Linked DNA regions of Mus musculus: region 1 is linked to region 2. A link is a contact called in public HiChIP or PLAC-seq data. All regions are on one chromosome and are shown on one strand. The core of a region is the stretch at or near the end of the contact, and the rest is flanking DNA. Distances in the headings are between cores, read along the strand shown.

The links. HiChIP or PLAC-seq counts read pairs in DNA pulled down with a chosen protein or histone mark.
Region 1: a contact with region 2 is called in an H3K27ac HiChIP or PLAC-seq map of embryonic stem cells, with 6 times the contacts expected there. The contact joins the enhancer-like site here to the promoter of P2ry12 in region 2. A contact is called at or near these places in 11 of 39 promoter capture datasets (the 3T3-L1 cell line, the C10 cell line, cranial neural crest and 4 more), 4 of 115 datasets of contacts at active chromatin or transcription factors (bone marrow-derived macrophages, embryonic stem cells, large pre-B cells and 1 more) and 1 of 9 other capture datasets (macrophages).

The regions. Positions count from the first base shown.
Region 1 is chr3:60,103,947-60,109,949 of GRCm38.p6, reverse strand. No RefSeq gene overlaps it. Among named protein-coding and RNA genes, the nearest start is that of Gm24382, 21 kb to the left of the region's middle. Within about 2 kb of position 3,194, at least 5 of the 459 cell types and tissues checked have an H3K27ac peak or open chromatin away from gene starts, as enhancers often do. A contact at or near this core is called in embryonic stem cells, where this site is marked.
Region 2 is chr3:59,258,851-59,265,290 of GRCm38.p6, reverse strand. P2ry12 (purinergic receptor P2Y, G-protein coupled 12) reads left to right here and starts at 2,306. Exons shown (of 5, transcript NM_001357008.1): 1 at 2,306-2,517. Med12l (mediator complex subunit 12-like) reads right to left here. Exons shown (of 44, transcript NM_177855.3): 31 at 5,578-5,689; 32 at 4,458-4,547; 33 at 3,308-3,417; 34 at 2,946-3,081; 35 at 2,005-2,166; 36 at 7-369.

The DNA.
Region 1 (6,003 bases), core at 1,945-4,444, 840 kb before region 2:
CACTGAGCAATAGCATCTGGACATTGTAGTGGGACTTTCTGGTGGACAATAAGAAAACATTGGATGAATGTGAAAAAATGACTTCAAACAAAGGCAAAATCAATTGAAAGGCCACTGAACTATCTCAGGTACCAGGATAAGGGCTTTAACTAAGCAAAGGTCTGCAGAGGAGGAAAAATAAAGCATAAATAGAAGACGTAAATAGAAGAAAGCAATGGCCAGTTAGAAGCAGAAGAAAACAGATCTGACAGTTACAGCAAGAAATTAATTCCAAAATACCTTTCATATGACAATAATTTTATAATTTACATTTTGTTCATGTTAATCCATCTTTGCTCAACTATCAAACAGTCAACCTACACTTATAGATATTGTTATATAATACATACACGTGTGTAGGAGTATATAAGGTGCACTTATATAATAAGATACACTTATATAATATAGTTAATATTTGATACAGAAATGTCTGCCATTTGCCAAATGTCATTGCTTAAAATTCTGGAAATTTCCTGAGGAAAGTCTATTTAAAGTAATTGTGAACAGAATAATTACATTAAATTCTAATTTAATATCTGTAATTCTAATTAACCCATCAAAGATTTTATTCTGTGCTATGGGAATGTAGATGAATTTTAAGCTGCAGTGTCATAGTCATCAGACAGGTGGAGATAACCCAAAGAAAGTGGTCCAAAATTTGTCAGTTTTCTAAATATGGTACGTGAATGTTCATTGATTCAGTGTTTAGATGCTGAATTATCTCTAGACAGTACCTACTTGGAAAATGAGCTTTTCCAGGAACCAGTTTAGTTTTATGTAAGTGTCCTCTGTAGAGTGTCTTCCTGCTATCTCTGACATGTTCCCTCCCTACACTGCTGACACCATTGCCCTCAGCATAGAGGGAGATCTTCTGAAGAGATGCCAGCTGTAGCCTCTGCCTGTGTCTTAGGCAGCAGGTTTGCAAGCCACATGCCACTCATGATGATTTCCTTGAAGCTTGGGGTGGAGTAGTCAGACTTCTAAGGGAAGTGTCCTGTATTCTGGAGCTTACTTCTATCATGATGCTGTCATCTGCACCTCTCAACTCCCTACCTAAGACTCTAGTCTCAGCAGTTTCTTTCCCCTAGACTCAGGGCTGTTTAATACGGTCAGTATTTTTTTTAAAAAAAAAATAGTCCCGAGAAAGCCTAAAGATACCAATAATTTGTCTGCCACCTTGGCATTGTGAGGTCACCCCACTGCATCACTCGAAAGGGATTTTCCTTCCACACTTGTCCTAGGGCACCTGAGCCTACCATCAGCACAACACATAGAATTTGTCTTTTCCAGCAAACCTGTGCATGCAACAAATACAGACACTCCATGCTCACTGTGAGGTATGGTGCTGTCAGAGCCATCTGACAACTGTGAGGATTCATGCAGGTGTGTGGTCCCCATTTGCTGTTGAGAAACTCCCACCCCCACCCTGACACATGCATCTTAAGTATATCTGCTGGCTTCACTGCTGAAATCTCTGGCAGTTAATGGAAAGCTAAGCTTTTGATCATGGACTATCAAATATCAGATTCCGAGTGGTTAATAAGTTGTTTTATTTTATTTTATTATTGTTTTTAGATTATGTCTCTCTTGAAAATTCCAAGGCAACATCAGTGTTCGAGCTGTAATTCTTAGGCAACGAAAATAAGGACATTTTGTTTAAAAGTGGTTTTGTATCTTAACTAAACACCTTAGTCAACTGGACAATTTTTATTGAACAGGTTACTTGAATTAGAATCCCTGAATTCTAGTAACACTTTGGGCGATTCTCAAGAGTCTATTTTTCCAGAAACAACTATTGTAGAGATTAAAATGGATTTTCAGAGTGACCCCGAAGCAGGTCATCCTTCTGTCACAAATGTCAGTCACATCTACCCACCATCAGAGGAAGTGCCCACCAAATTCTCAAGAGTCATATCAGTGAGGCCCTGAGAGTAATCTTTGACACTTAACCTCAACTGAATTAGAAGCTTCAATACTTCTCCAAAAGAAAGAGTGGAGTCAGCAGATAAAGGCCCCACGCTTCTAAGTATGAAACTCCACCAGCCATGTGATAGACACAACAGATAAAGATAATACCTTCGCTCTATCAAAATCCATTTGGACCAACATACATTTCTTTCATGATTGAAAGGTGGTTACTATGGCAGCATGACTTTGTAACCTTCTCCCACAAAGGGCAAACCATCACAGGGTTGTGCTCATCTTTGCATCACTTTCCAGCCCATCTCTTTCTTAGAGAATGCATTGAATATCTTCACTGGAGATTGACATTCAGAGTTTGCCTGAGTTCTCATGGTGCCCAACATTCTAAACTCAGACTTTCATCTTATACTCTTAAAAACCACTTGCTGAAATATGTCAGGAATGGCTTATTTGGATATTTAGATATCTGTATTTACCATGGGGATGTATGTAGTCATATTCAGTTACTAGAAAAGGTTGACTGGATACTGATATCAGTTTTCCATGCTTTGAGGACCACATTCTTCTGTATGTATATATATATATGTATGTGTATGTGTATGTATATGTATATATGTATATAAAATGCTGCTTCATACTACTATCCATAGATAAATGGGATTCACTTACTTGTCTAGCCTTTGGTCTCTGATGTTCCATGGATACTGTGCCTTCACAGGAGATAGGTACATGTTTTTTGAGCATCCATCATGAGCTGTGGAACCTTCATGTATTTTCCAACTGACTCTTTCAAACACTCTGCATCTAAACTATTTGAATATTTCCTTACCTACATATGCAAAAACCAAAATTTTGTGCCGCAGACCCTCTGGATCCCTTTGTCTGCTTGGAACAGGTCTCTGGGGCAGGTGGGCAAAGTGTCGGAAGAAATGACAGACAGACCAACAGGAGAGATTGTGTAGAATCTGGATGTATTCCTTCGGGTCGAGCATCAAACTTTTTATACTAAAGAAATAACAAGAAACCAGGCAAAATACAATCCACCAAGTTACAGTGACACAATACAAAAGGAATGAATACATTAAAAGAAGGTGGGGATCAGGCTGCTGCTGCAAAAGAAGGGGGCCAGGTGTAAACTAGTCTATTGTTAAACCCACCATCAGGGGTTCTGCACTAGCAGACCTTATCAAGAATACTGCAATACCCCCAACACCCTATTTCCTGGGTCTAAAGAAGAATATACCAACTTGCTTCTAATGTGAAGCTCTATACCTAGCTGTAGAGAAGATCTCTGTCTCAGTGGGATTCCCTAGCTCTATTGTTCCCTAGTTTGGGTGAGAATTGCTACTGTCCTTGGTAAGTATTTTGTAGACCAGCTCTGAGCTACTGTCTTTGTAATGCTTAATTAGTAACTGAATAGGTAACTTCCTTTCTATAGTCCTGCCGGATTTCAAGCTCAGATTTCAAGCTTGCAGGCTACTGGGACCTTGGAACACTATAACAGAATTTAATCTTAAAAGGCATTTATAATAAAATATTAAAAGAGAGCTCATAGATCCATACACCAGGCTAATGCGGCAATAGAGTATGAGTATATGGTTAAACGAGAATGCCAAAACTCCTGGAGGTGAGCTTCCTTGAAACTCTTTTCCTTGTTGAGTGCTTGCAGACTTTCAGCCTGTCAAGCAGACCCCACCAGAGAGTGTGGCAAATTTGACCTTGGTATAGTTTTTGAACTTATTTTTTCTGAAATGGATTCACTCAGTCAGATATATAATCTCAAATTTCTGGGTAGCCATTTAGATCACTATATTTGAATACTCTTCCAAACATGTAGGGGGTTAAACCCCTCCCCCAAGAATGCTTCTTTAGTACTCTATATTTTGCAATTTATTTTATTTTTATATGAATCTGTGTTGCCATATGTTGGTTCACAACCTCCAGGGGTATCAGATCCCTTGAAACTGGAATTACAGGTGGCTGTGAGACATCATATGGGTTCTAATAATCAAACTTAAGTCCTTTTTCAGAGCATTAAGTGTTCTAAGCCACTGGACCATCTCTCCAGGCCTTCAGTGCTCTATACTTTAAACTGACATTGTGTTCTCTGCCAATCATTTAAAGGCATGTACTGCTATTTTTGCCTTCCTTATTTAGCATTTTACCGCAAGAACATCATTTGAAAGACAAAACATTCTTTTAGGGTACTAAATATTTTTTTATCTATTTCAGCTGAAGAAATGAGATTATAGGATATCTCAAAATTAGACTATTGAACCCTCAAGATTTATTGAAGGAGAGGGAAATGGAATGGAATAACTAAGTATGTTATATTTTAAAACCTAGTTCTCTAAGATATAAAGTTCAAAGGGAGAATTCACAAATTGATATATGCAAAAGAGACTAGATTCTTGATAAAATGTGGTTGTTACAAGTTCTTTGTTAGCCTCCTCAATTTATCTAACAGAATAAATAAAATTAATACTAGTATACTATTATATTTTTTTAGTAAAATAATATGGAAATACAAGTCTCTATCTGTAATTAACATTTCACAGGTACAGAAATTTCTCTGCTATAACATAAGCATTTTATTTTATATCTTAACAATTTATATACAATGGAAGACAATTCTGTGGCTTGATGATGAAATTTCCTATTTTGTCTAAGATACTTTACTGAAGTCAATATTACTTGCAAATAACTGTTCTGTGCCACAGACCACCCCAGTCAGATATGGGAGTCCCTACAATGAGGGTCTTTGAAGTCTGGTGGGTAAGGATTTGGCAGTTTCAAACAAAAAGAAACACAGAAGCAGTTTGAATCGGAGTGTATTTTACAGCTCTTAAACAGTGGTTTTCATACATTGAAAAAAATGTTACAACCATTAGAAGATTGTTCAGTGAAGCAATCACGAATACCATCATTATCATTTGGCACAGTAAAGCACAAAAATCAAGCAAACATTACAACTCTGAAAAGATGTATTCAGTGAATCACAAACAGAACAGGTAACACCATTATTAATAGAAATCAACCAAGCGTTACAACTCTGAAAGAATGTATTCAGTGGGGCCATAGTCCAAAGCTAGTGGCATATTTCCAAGAGCAGGTTAATAAATCTTTATGGTCAATTATTGTTTAACATTGAATGTCTGATTTTTTTTTTTATAAATCTTCAATGAGTACATTTAAACTATTTTAATTCTTTTTATTTAAGGCTTTCTTTACCATATACCAAATCCCATCTTTGATGACACACACTGTAGCCATGTGAAATTTTATTGTTGGGAAGGTTTTTATCATAATACTACTATATAGTTTTGTAAATGATTTATAAAGTAAATTGTTGGTTTCCCCAGAAACAACCTCCAGGGGTATCAGATCCCTTGAAACTGGTCATTTTAGTCACCCCATCTCAAGGGACATTGTTTCTTTATCCATTATTCTCACTTAAGATCTTGGCCTAGGATACCAGGAACATGTAAATAGAAAAGGAATAAGAGAAAACAAACAGATAAATTGCTATGACAATGACGGCTCAATATTTTACTCTGGACAAGAGTTCCACAACAGGTTCCAGGAGGCCTCCTTTTGAAGTTTTCACCTCATCACTTCTAGGCCTTTTGGCTAAGATGAAGTGTGAAGTTTTCACCTCAGTTTGTGGAACTTATCACACAGATTGTATGGGGTTGGTGTGACAAATCTGAACTGAAATATAAACTGCTAGAGTGTGATATTTCCAGAAAGACACATCATTTTCTTCTTCTAATAAGTAATAATGAATAGCAGAGGAGATATGCATAGACAAAAATAATTAGCCTTTGGGAGTTTCTGTGAGAGAACCTTAAGGTCAAAGTGTAGGAAAAATAAAGATTTGGCTATTGGCTCAGTCAATATTTTTCTTTTAAACAGAAAAGATAGAAAGTCTCAACTAAGCAAGACTAGATATTGGATAGTTGGTAATGCATAAGAAGATATTTCTTTTCCTCTCACAGATAATGATATGTTTTATAGCTGCTAATGTGTGAGGATTAAAGA
Region 2 (6,440 bases), core at 1,057-3,556:
ACTCACATCGATGCGTGAGCTCGATTTTGTCTTACGCTTCCTTCCCTTTGTCTTCTTCTCTTCATCAGCTGTAGCTTTTCCTTGATCTGACAGCTCAGCTGATTTCCTTTCTGGTTCCTGAGAAACTGGAGACGTGAGTTCTTCCTCTTCCTCCTCAGGAGGTAGGGGCAGCGGCTCGAGGTAGTAGCTTCGGGGCTTGGGCATGGTGTGCGTGTGGTACAGAAGGAAGTGCTGCTGCTCCTCATACTTGATCACCTTCCGGTCCACACGGACAGTGCCGAACCAGGCCCAGGACAGCGGGGCTGGGTTCTTCTGACCCTCAAACAGGTCCCATGGGGACACTTTCTGCTTCGTAGAGACCTGGAGACCCTGTGGGAAAAGAATGTTCTGTGACAACACAACCTGGCCTGTCCCCAACCCACAGGGCAAGCTTGAAAGCGTGCGGTTGGAAGGTTGGAACGAGCTAAGGGAACTCAGTAGACAGGAATGTTCATCTAAGCAGTGTGAACTGGGGTTCAGGACTTTGCAAGTTCAGTTCTCCAGTGCTCTGTACCACCTGACACTCCTTAAGGCATCTAAAAGTGAGCTAAAATATTTTAGTATAAAATGACATTCTCATTCAAGTATGTTGTAGAAAATATAATCTCTCAAGTATCCTGTAAAGTTGCTGTTAGAACCATCTCAGGAATCCATTATTTTTAGTATTATACAAGATTTAAAAGTCAATATATAGTCTGCCTCTGATGTATGAACTCAATTTAGTATATATTTCATGTACATGTATGTGGCTTTCTCTGAATAAAATTTTTTGGGAGAAAATTAATTACAGAAACAGGTACAACACAAATTAAGTCTTTCAATTCCAAGGTATCTTTACTGAATCCAGGTAAGGAATTCAATTTTGTTTCTGAAAAATAGCATGCTTTTATTTGTAATACTAATGGGTAACATTTCTTAGTAATTTTGCAAGTATACCTATTTAAAGACATTTCTCCTCAAAACGGCCAAGGTACCCCGCCCCCCATGTGAGCATATCTGTTTTTGTCTGTCTTCCTCTTTAAGTGTGACTTCTTCTGACACTACCAGTAATGTCACCACCCACTGCTGTCTGCCATGTGATGAAATCGTTCTCCTGAGTAGAACTCACATCTAAATGGCTCCTGGATGCCTTCTGAAAGAAGCCCAAGTCACCCTTATTGTGACTTCTGGTTTTCCCCTCCCATGGCCACACTGCTATGGCATTTGAGTTAACTCTGAATTCTGGTGGCATGGTTTTTCCTCTTAACAGTCACCTTTCTTGCCTTTCCTTAAACTTTCCCCACCTGTCCTATACTTTTCTGTATACTTAGTCCGTCAGGATGGTCTGTGTGTCCACTATTGTAGGACCCCTGTTCTGACTACCTCTGCCTGTGTGACTTAAACCGTTCCCCGTTGGTGCCATCATGACCTGACCTGCACGTCCCGTTGCATGTAAAAGTGCATCTACTTCCCCCTAAGGGCAGGGATTCCCTCCACCATCTCCATTGCTGCAGTGCCAATGGCTACTCAGGCTGGCCTTTCTGTTATTTTAAAGAACCTTCCAAAGCGTTGTATAGAAAGCAAATGCCCATCTAATACTGCTTCTTAGAGACTACGTAGTGTTGTAACACAAGTTTTACTAAATACTGCTTACTCAGCAAATGAAAATTCTTATCAGCACACATTTTCTTATATAAACATAGCTTGTTTCCTATCCTGATGTAAAATAATAATTTTATTTTACTTTTATTTCTTATGCTAAGCTGTTACTTAAGTTTTTGGTAGATTCTAGAAATGCCCTGAAGTCCAGATAAGCATTTTAATTGGGAGATCTTTGAAGATAATGGCTTTTTTCTTTTTCTTTTTGCAATGCCAATAGCTATTGTGCTTTGATGACAAAAATTATACCACTGAAAATTAAGAAAAGTCACTTGGCTTCTATAACTAGATATATTTATATATGTGGGAAAAAACATTTACTCTTGCCTGTTTTTTATCAATAGAGTCAAATCCAGCAATTTTGTTTCCCTTTGTATCGATCAAAGAACCCATGGGTTCACACGTGATGACATCGCAGGTCTGCTTTGGCAAAGGCAGCAACTGTCGAACTTTGTCAATGCTTTCTGACCTCTTGTCTCCTAGTTCTTTCTAGAAGAAAGAGGGGGGAAAAATGTAAAAGCAAGAGAGAAGTGAGGCAAAAATTCTGACTTTACAATGAAGCAAAAGCTAACAAGAAGGAAGTTCCCCAGTGACACATTTCCTTTTTTTTAGGGCTAGTATGTCTTTAGTCCTTAGCGCAGTCTATGGAACAGCTGCAAATTGGACTGGTGAAATGTTTCATTTCTTCTATTCAAGTAGAAAATCAGGGTGCACACAAAGGCAGTCTTGTTCTCCATGACAAATCAGAGTGCTGAAATGACAAAACGCCAGTGTCATTTGCTGTCACACAGCAGGAGCTGCCGCACGGACACTTTCCCGTATCCAGGGTCACAGTGCAAGGTAACCATCAGCTTTTTTACTGTAACGTCTTCAGATTATGTATTTGCAATGTCTATTTGCCGTTCATGTCCAGGACTGTTAGTGGATTTACAAATTCAATGCAGAGCTCATTTTTTTTTTTCCCACTTGCATGTGTAAATCCAAGCATGGGTTCAAAGGAAATCTGACACTGGAGTTTTGGTTAGATATCTGATAATGCATTTTTAAAATCCTTAAAAATTAAAACACATTTTATTTGAGCACACCTTTTCAGAGAAAAAAATCGTTCAAATATCATGCTTGTAATTTTGAAGGACTGACAGAGTAGGTAAGATAACAAATAACCACAATCTGCTGAATCAGCTACACATGTAGATTAATGAGGAGGAAATTAAGACAATAATCCATAAACAACATGATTTCAGAGTAGAGGCTGATCACAAGCTTACTTTCAGTTTCTTTACTAAGTTCATGTATGCACGTTTGTTCTCTTCTGATCCCCCGGGGGAAGCACTTGATAGGTCAGAAGCCAGGGTTCCATTGATTAAAACACCCAGCATGTCAAGAACCGTTGTGAATAATTCACTGAGAAGAAAGAAAACCCCATTTTATTCTCACAAACAAAACCCGGACACACAGAATTGCCTAAGCATTTCTACTGAAAGTGCTAAGTTTTTAATGACAGCTAAATCAGTAAGTGGCAGAATTTCCTGTCAGTAGACAAAAGCTTGTACCATGCATGCATGCAGGGGAAAAAAAAAGGTATAAAATGATAAAAAACAAAATAAAACAAAACAAAAACCCAACATACTTGTTAGTGTGCATGTCAACAGTTCCCGAAGTAATTATCTGGAGGAGTAGGAGGGCCCAGTCGGTGGTCCCCTGCGTGCTCCGCTGTACCGTGTCAAACATTCCTCCTACCTAGCATACAAAATATGATAAAGATTTTGTATTGCTACCCCTATTACCATATGTGCCCAAATGTTGATTTGTTAAACCAGAAGTGATGTTAAGAACTGGTTCTTGCTAGCCACACTATGGATTATCCTACAACTGTCTCTTCTAGCTATGTGGTTATCACTGTTTATGGTTCTTTCCACAGAGGCTAGGCATTCAAAACTTAACAGAAAGTGTAACACTTGAATGTGGGCAGTCACAAAATTACCTTTCTCTTCTCATCAGTCTCTCATGGTACTTAGTTTTAGACATAACTGCAGTTAAACCTGAATAGCATCAAAACTCTGTCTCATCACCTGCAATTGTGTGATATTCGATTATTATTGCATCTGAGCCTGCCACTATAATATCCCTGGAGATGCCCTTTAACGTGGAAGGAATGAGGAGGAGAAGGTATTGCCACAGGTCTGCCAGCTCCTGGGAGGAGGTCAGAGTGCTGAAGGTGAGGTGAACAACTGCCCAGGGAGGTCAGATTGCCAAAAGCCAGAAAAGCAATTGCCCAGGGCACGTTCAGGATTTGTCAAGAGGAAATTTAAGGGAATACAAAACATGCTGAAACTTTCAGATTTCTGTAAAATATTCTTGTGAGATTTGTCTTTTTTTTTTCTGATCAATTTAACAGAATGTCTCTGAGAAAAATTGAGAGTTGACAGATTTCTGTGGTTGTAAAATAGAACACAGTGAAAGCCAACACTCCTATTAAAGGTTTGTCGGACCTCCCCTTAGCACTGCACAGGAGGAGGAGGAGAGATCTGCCAGATGGAGCCTCTACTCCCTGGTGGAAAACACAAATAGGTGCTTACAACTCTACTGTCTAGAATTCAACCCAGACAGGAAGGACGGCAGCTAAGGAAACAGAAGGTTTAAGAGAAAAGGAAGTAGGTACAGAGTGAGAAAGAGGAAGGCTTCCCTCTGTCATGCAGATTCTGTCCACAGATGTTGAAAGCTGGTATTACTTTCACACAGAGAGAGGTGTGACAGAAATGGGTCTGCCACATCCTTACCAGATTCAGGCGGAGCTGTAGGGCCTCATGCATCATCTGGCGGGCTTTCGTATCATCTTGGTATCTTTCTTCCCTCCAGTTACTTAAAATCTAAGATTGGGAAAAAACAAAGAGTAACAACAGAAATCCCTTTGTTCTTTGCTATGACGACTTTTACAGGTTTAAAATGAAGCTCTACAGTAACAGCTAACACTTCTTAGCTTAAACATTAACAAAGTTATTTTTTTTTTTTACTCTTCCTCTTCTTCCAGACAGACAAAATCCCAGTTATTTTATAATTTCCTGGGTAGCTGGGAGAAGAAAGTCTTACACACACACACACACACACACACACACACACACACGGAAAAAGGCCACACAGAAATGCCTATGGCAAGGACAAAGGGAGGCAAGGTGAACTGAGACTCGCAGAAAGGCAGAGCAGGTCTGCTTAACATCTGACATGGATCCTTCCAGGCAACAAAAGAAGGAAGTGCTCAGGCACCTAAACCAGGACACTGGCCCAGCCCAGAGCGGCTTGAAGGAAAGGATAAACCCACTGGAAGAGACAGCAAATGCCCAATCAGGAGTGGCTCTATCAGTTCAGCCCTGGCATTTGTAGTCTAGGTATGAAGAGAACCCTGAGTGCTTTGTATTTAAATGGCTCCCTCTGGAAGCTAGACAGAGAAAAGACCTGTCCAAAGTGTGGGTGTGGTGACAAAGGAAACCGAGTAAGCCTGGTGCCATTGTGCATGTTATCAGCTCTCATTTAATGCCACCGGGCAGGGTTCACCTGGCTTTGTGTCAGGATAATCCAACTCACAAAACCAATCTGACATCTTTCCTTGATTCCTTGCTTCTCGGTAGGCGCAACAGAGATCGGTAAGCTAGCTGCTAAGCAGTGTGCAACAACTTACTTTTATAGTCTTTACATATCTCTCAATGCATAATTAGCATCAGCTTTGCTGGCCTTCTGGTGACCATGATGCTAGGCAGAATGGGACATGGACTGTGTTTCTTAGCATCTCAGCGGCAGAACATTAATCTAATGTCACATTAGGACACTATCATGAAATCACAAAAGGGAAATAATGAATACCATCAGAAAGATACTGGCCGAGTTTAGTACTCCACGCTTTACCTGATTGACTTGATTCTGCAGAGATGTTAGAAGGCCTTCCCGTTGCTCATCTTGCCCCTTAAGGCAGGTAAGGACCAATGAGAGGAAAGGCTGCTGGCTCAAAAGAGACATACTGCAAAGGAAGTATTAACAGAGCTAGTCAGAAAAAATGGCTTGCCCCTGCTGCAACAGCTGCTCTTTCTAGTAGACTCACTCACTGCTCTTGTTTATTTACGACTACATGAAGGACAGGGTGGGAAACCACCAGAGAACATTTGGGAAGGTGACACCTTCCTGTACTGGCAAGATTAAAAACCACTGGTAAAGCTTTTAAATGACAATTCTCTATTGCTCTGGAAGGAAATCCCAAAGCAACAGAAACGTGCAGGGTATGTGATGAGCTTGCTTTCTGTTACTAGGGGGAAGTTTTTAAATATACAGGACAAAGAATATAAATGTATGCAGAGAAAAACAAAACAAAGAACAAACAAAAAATACCGGAGAGATTGCTCAGAGAAAACTCTTCCTTAGGAAGCGGCTCTCTGTGGACCTTGACTATTTCCGAGGCCTGTGTTTCTTGGTTGTATATTTCTCAAAGGCCAACAGCAGAGTGTTGGTAAAGTTAGGGGGGAGCACAACAAGGTCTGAGGCCTCCAAAAAGCAAGATACTTGCTAGGAACACCGTGTGCCAGGCCCCGACACTGCCCATGGCCTCCGCTAGAAAGGGGGCAAAATTCTATTTACAATGTTCACGTTAACAAGATATCTCCCATTAGAGAACATTGGTCAAACTGATTGATATAGTGAAAAGAAAATTTTCCTAAAGAACAGGTCTATGCCAGAATGTCTGAATCAGGAGCCCTGTAGGTAGCCAATAAAGAACA